Regions from separate parts of the Canis lupus genome. Here region 1 is linked to region 2. Evidence: chromatin contacts called from public Hi-C data. All regions are on one chromosome and are shown on one strand. The core of a region is the stretch at or near the end of the contact, and the rest is flanking DNA. Distances in the headings are between cores, read along the strand shown.

The links. A called contact is a pair of places that touch in the nucleus more often than the background predicts.
Region 1: a Hi-C map of amygdala shows a contact between it and region 2, with 15 times the contacts expected there. The contact joins the enhancer-like site here to the promoter of SOX2 in region 2. A contact is called at or near these places in 2 of 9 Hi-C or Micro-C datasets (amygdala and skin fibroblasts).

What each region holds. Positions count from the first base shown.
Region 1 is chr34:15,901,083-15,903,782 of UU_Cfam_GSD_1.0, reverse strand. No RefSeq gene overlaps it. Among named protein-coding and RNA genes, the nearest start is that of ATP11B, 73 kb to the left of the region's middle. Within about 2 kb of position 1,367, at least 3 of the 20 cell types and tissues checked have an H3K27ac peak or open chromatin away from gene starts, as enhancers often do.
Region 2 is chr34:15,025,379-15,028,078 of UU_Cfam_GSD_1.0, reverse strand. SOX2 (transcription factor SOX-2) reads right to left here and starts at 1,429. Exons shown (of 1, transcript XM_038583467.1): 1 at 1-1,429. The coding sequence starts at 1,401. The coding sequence ends at 433. The region is part of intron 10 of LOC119867493; the gene reads right to left.

The DNA.
Region 1 (2,700 bases), core at 118-2,617, 880 kb before region 2:
CAACACGTAGGCACTCTTTATCCCTGGGTCGGGACGGAAATCTTTGAACGTTCCCGAAAGCCCGGGAGCTGTTTCCAAATCAGCAGTGCCGCGGGGCCGCAGATACAAGGATGGGGGGCGGGGGGGGGGGGGGGGGGGGGGGTTAGAATTTGTTTTTCACCTTCTTAAAGGAAACCTTCAAAGGGGCCACGCTCACCTTTTCTAGTGAAAGAAAGAAAGAGAAAGAAAGAAAGAAAGAAAGAAAGAAAGAAAAGAAAGACACTGAAGAGCAGAAAGAAAGAAAAAGAAAATAAACACTGACAAGCAGAAAGAAAAAGAAAAAAGAAAGAAAAGAAAGAAACACGGAGGAGCAGAAAGAAAGAAAAAGAAAAGAAGAGAAGAAACTGAAGAGCAGAAAGAAAAGGAAAGAAAAGAAAAGAAAATGAATTAAAGTAACTTAAGTTCGCAAAAAAAAAGAAAAGAAAAAAGAAAAACACTGAAGAAAGAAAGAAAAAGAAAAGAAAGAAAGGAAAAAGGAAAGAAAAGAAAAGAAGGAAAGAAAAAGAAAGAAAAGAAAAAAAAAACACTGAAGAGCAGAAAGAAAGAAAAAGAAAGAAAAGAAAAAGGAAAGCAAAGAAAGAAAAGAAAAAAGAAAAAACACTGAAGAACAGAAAGAAAAAGAAAAGAAAGAAAAGAAAAAGGAAAGAAAAGAAAAGGAAAAAAGAAAAAGAAAGAAAAGAAAGAAAAAAGAAAAAACACTGAAGAGCAGAAAGAAAAAGAAAAGAAAAAGAAAAGGAAAGAAAGAAAAGAAAAGAAAAAAGAAAAAACACTGAAGAGCAGAAAGAAAGAAAAAGAAAGAAAAGAAAAGAAAGGAAAGGAAAGGAAAGGAAAGGAAAGGAAAGGGGAAAAAAAGAAAAGAGAAGAGAAGGAGACCGAGCCGAGCCGAGCCGAGCCGAGCCGGGAACGCCGCGCAGACGGCTCCCAGCGCGGGCCCCGACCCGCCAGCCCAGGCCCAGGCCCAGGCCCAGGCCCAGGCCCAGGCCAGGAGCCCCCGCGCCCCGCGGCCGATGCGCGCCCGGGCCCGGCCTCTGTCCGCCGCTCGCCGGGCGGCGCGGGAGGAAGGTGGCTTCGCGGCCGAGCGCCGAAGCCCAAGGGAGCGCGGCGGGGAGGGGGCCGGGCGCGGGAGGGGCCGGGGCGGCGGGGCGGCCTTCCCGCTGGGCTCCGGCTCCCTGGGGGCGGCGGGCCGGGCGGGAGCCGCGGGCTGCCTCGCGCCGCACGTGGAGGCGCCGCGGACGGCCCTCGGCGAGGGCCAGTGGTTCGCCCCGAGCCCCAGCGACCGCCGAGCGCTTACGTGGTCGGGACCCTCGGCCGGCACAGGCCCGCCTCGCGGGTGCCGAGAGCCCGGGGCCGCGGGGCCGCCCGCAGGCAGGACGCCGAGCTGCGGGGCTTCTCCCGGGCGCTGCCGTCTGCGGGCCGCGGGGGGCGGGGGGGCGAGTCCCGGCCCCCCAGGAGGTCCCCGGCCGGAGTCTTAAGTGAGTTCACGGCCCGTGTCACCTTATAAAGGCCGAGGTGAATGTCAAGCTCAACTGGGAGCCTCCCTTTGAAAAGGCATTTTATTGCTCAAGTAGTGGAGACGGGGGTGCGCTGCTTCCAACTTTCGGCAGATTTTCTTGGGCCAAGTGCGCTCCAAAATGTATCCAGACTGTGAGCATTCAAAGGAGCCTATTCAGACGGCTTGTTTGGCAATTAAATTACGTTGATGGCACGGCTGTCAGAAGCATTCATGTTGGTTATTTTAAAAGCTTTTTATTCTTAATTATTAGATAGTTTAACTGTAGGAAATGTAGAAAACATACATACATATATATGTGTGTGTGTGTGTGTATAGATGTCCACCCACGCATCCATATCCTGCTCTGTCTCCAGTTCTGTAGCATGATTTTTTTCAACCACATTTTTTTTTTTTTTTTTGCTGAGGATTTTCCAATGATATTAAATATTTCAGAAAGAATTCTCAGTTGTGGAGCGTTGAGGTGATTTTCAGCTTCCACCATTGTAAACAGCACAATTAACATACTTGTTCAAAAATCTTTTTGCATCTTTCTGATGCAAAATACCCAGGTATGGAATTACCAGCACAAAGCGCACGAAAAATTTTAAGCTTCGTAGTGCATCTTGCCAAATTTATAGGATGTAAATCGAAGACATTCAATAGATAAAACATTATTTTATTTTGAATTTCTCTGATTATGAGTCAGGTTTAATGTTATACTAAGAGCTCTTTCAGAGTAGGGCGGTTTTTTTTGCTCATCACCATATAGACCTGGTGTCTTGTGTAACGCCAGGCACATGCTTGGCACTCAATAAATATATTTGCTGATTGAGTGAATAAATGTAAGATAGTTGAATTTCTTGTTTTGTCGATTGCTTTTTGGTGTTGTTCATTTATCTATTATTGTGACGGTTGTCTTTCCTATTATTTCATCAACTGCTTTATACAATCAGGGTTTAAACTTTTTTCATAATAAAAAGTATTAAAAAATAAAAAAAGGGGATGCCTGGGTGGCTCAGCGGTTGAGCGTCTGCCTTTGGCTCAGGTCATGATCCCAAGGTCCTAGGATCAAGTCCCACATCGGGCTCCCTGCCTGGAGCCTGCTTCTCCCTCTGCCTGTGTCTCTGCCTCTCTCTCTCTCTGTGACTCTCATGAATAAATAAATAAAA
Region 2 (2,700 bases), core at 180-2,679:
CGCTTGGAGACTAGCTCTAAATATTATTGGTAAAGACTTTTGCAAACTTTCTGCAAAGCTCCTACCGTATCACTAGAACTTTTAAAAAGTTTTGCGTAGTTTTCTTTCCTCCAGAGATCTATACAAGGTCCATCCCCTCGCCCTCCCCACGCCCCCCCCCTCCGGTTTTCTCTGTACAAAAATAGTCCCCCAAAAAGAAGTCCAGGATCTCTCATAAAAGTTTTCTCGTCGGCATCGCGGTTTTTGCGTGAGTGTGGATGGGATTGGTGTTCTCTTTTGCAGCTGTCATTTGCTGCGGGTGATGACTTTTTTTTTTTTTTTTTTTTTTTTTTGAGCGTACCGGGTTTTTCTCCATGCTGTTTCTTACTCTCCTCCCATTTCCCTCGTTTTTCTTTGAAAATGTCTCCCCCCCTCTAGTTCACTGTCCGGCCCTCACATGTGCGAGAGGGGCAGTGTGCCGTTAATGGCCGTGCCGGGCACCGGGCCGCTCTGGTAGTGCTGGGACATGTGCAGTCTGCTGGGGGCGGCGGGCTCCGGCACCTCGGCGCCGGGGAGGTACATGCTGATCATGTCCCGGAGGTCCCCGGCCTGGCAGGGCGCCCTGGAGTGGGAGGAGGAGGTAACCACGGGGGGGCTGGAGCTGGCCTCGGACTTGACCACCGAGCCCATGGAGCCCAGCGCCATGCCAGGGGTGCCCTGCTGCGAGTAGGACATGCTGTAGGTGGGCGAGCCGTTCATGTAGGTCTGCGAGCTGGTCATGGAGTTGTACTGCAGGGCGCTCACGTCGTAGCGGTGCATGGGCTGCATCTGCGCGGCGCCGTGCGCGTTGAGGCCCGGGTGCTGCGGGTAGCCCAGCTGGTCCTGCATCATGCTGTAGCTGCCGTTGCTCCAGCCGTTCATGTGCGCGTAGCTGTCCATGCGCTGGTTCACGCCCGCGCCCAGGCCGGCGCCCACCCCGACCCCGCTGGCCATGCTGTTGCCGCCCGGGGCCAGCAGCCCGCCGGGCAGCGTGTACTTATCCTTCTTCATGAGCGTCTTGGTTTTCCGCCGGGGCCGGTATTTATAATCCGGGTGCTCCTTCATGTGCAGCGCTCGCAGCCGCTTGGCCTCGTCGATGAACGGCCGCTTCTCCGTCTCCGACAAAAGTTTCCACTCGGCGCCCAGGCGCTTGCTGATCTCCGAGTTGTGCATCTTGGGGTTCTCCTGGGCCATCTTGCGCCGCTGCCCGCGGGACCACACCATGAAGGCGTTCATGGGCCGCTTGACGCGGTCCGGGCTGTTCTTCTGGTTGCCGCCCGCCGCCGCCGCGGTGGAGTTGCCGCCGCCGCCGCCGCCGCCGCCGCCCCCCGAAGTTTGCTGCGGGCCCGGCGGCTTCAGCTCCGTCTCCATCATGTTGTACATGCGGGCGCTGTGCGCGGGCCCGGCCCGCCGGCGGCCGCCGACCCTCGGCCCGGCCGGGACTTTGGGGGGCCCGCGGGCGGGCGGGCGGGGGAGGAGGAGGAGGGAGGCGGGCGGGGGTGTCGCGAGCGCAGGGCTCCGCGAGAAAAAGCAGGCGAAGAATAATTTGGGGGAAGAAAAGAGAGAGAGAGAGAGAGAAGCAAACTGGAATCGAGATCAAAAAAAGCGCTTCCCTCCTCTTCTGGCCGATCCTGCCGCCGCCGATGATTGTTATTATTATTTTTTGGAAAGGCTTAAGCCTGGGGCTCAAACTTCTCTCCCTTTCTTTCTCTCTCCTCTTCTTTCTCTCAGTCCTAGTCTTAAAGAGGCAGCAAACTACTTTCCCCCTTTTGCAAACACTCTCTTCTCTGCCTTGACAACTCCTGATACTTTTTTGAACAAGTTAATAGACAACCATCCATGTGATGGGGGCTGTCAGGGAATAAATGGGTTTCCGGCGACCAATCAGCGCGCGGCGGCTCCTCCACTCGAGCCCGGCCTCGCCGCCGGGTTTTGCATGAAAGGGGGCGGGGCCTGCCGCGCCGCAGGCCGCGCGGGGGAGGAGGGGAGGAGGGGGAGGGGGGGAGGAGGGGGAGGGGGGGAGGAGGGGGGAGGCGGCTCCCACAGCCAGCCTGCCAGCCACTGAGAAACCTTTGTATCCCCTCTCGCAGCAACAGGTCACACCACACGCCTTTTCGAAGGAAGTGGGTAAACAGCACTAAGACTACGATTCTTTCTTTCTTCTTCAAACTTCACGTTGATTTACTTTTTTTGGTGCTGGCCGCGGAGTTGGGGAAGGGGCGCGAGGGCCCGCAGAGGTGGAGGGGCGGGGCGGGGGGGGCTCAGGGCGACGGTCCCACCAGGATTTCAGGAAACAGGCGGCGCGAGAGTCGGTGTGTCCGGGTCTTCCCGCCCCGCGCGCCTCCCCGCGCCTCCCCGGGCTCGCGCTCCCGGCCCCGGCCCCGGCCCCGGCCCCTGCCCTGCCCCTGCCCCTGCCCGGCCCCGGCCCCTCGCCCCTCCGGGCGCCGGCCCGGCTCCCCCCTTCCTCACTGTCCCGACCTGAAGTCAGGAGGCGGGAAGCGCCGTCCCCGACCCTCCCGGCGGCCCCGCCGGTTGCTCGGCAGCTGGCTGGGTCCTAAGCGCGAACGCGGCCGACGTGCCCCGGCGGGGAGGCCGCTCCAGCCCGCGCTTCCCCGCCGGCCCCGCGGGCCCCCTGCCCCAGCCGCGTCGCCCACGAGGGGGGCTGCCCCCACCGCGTCCGGG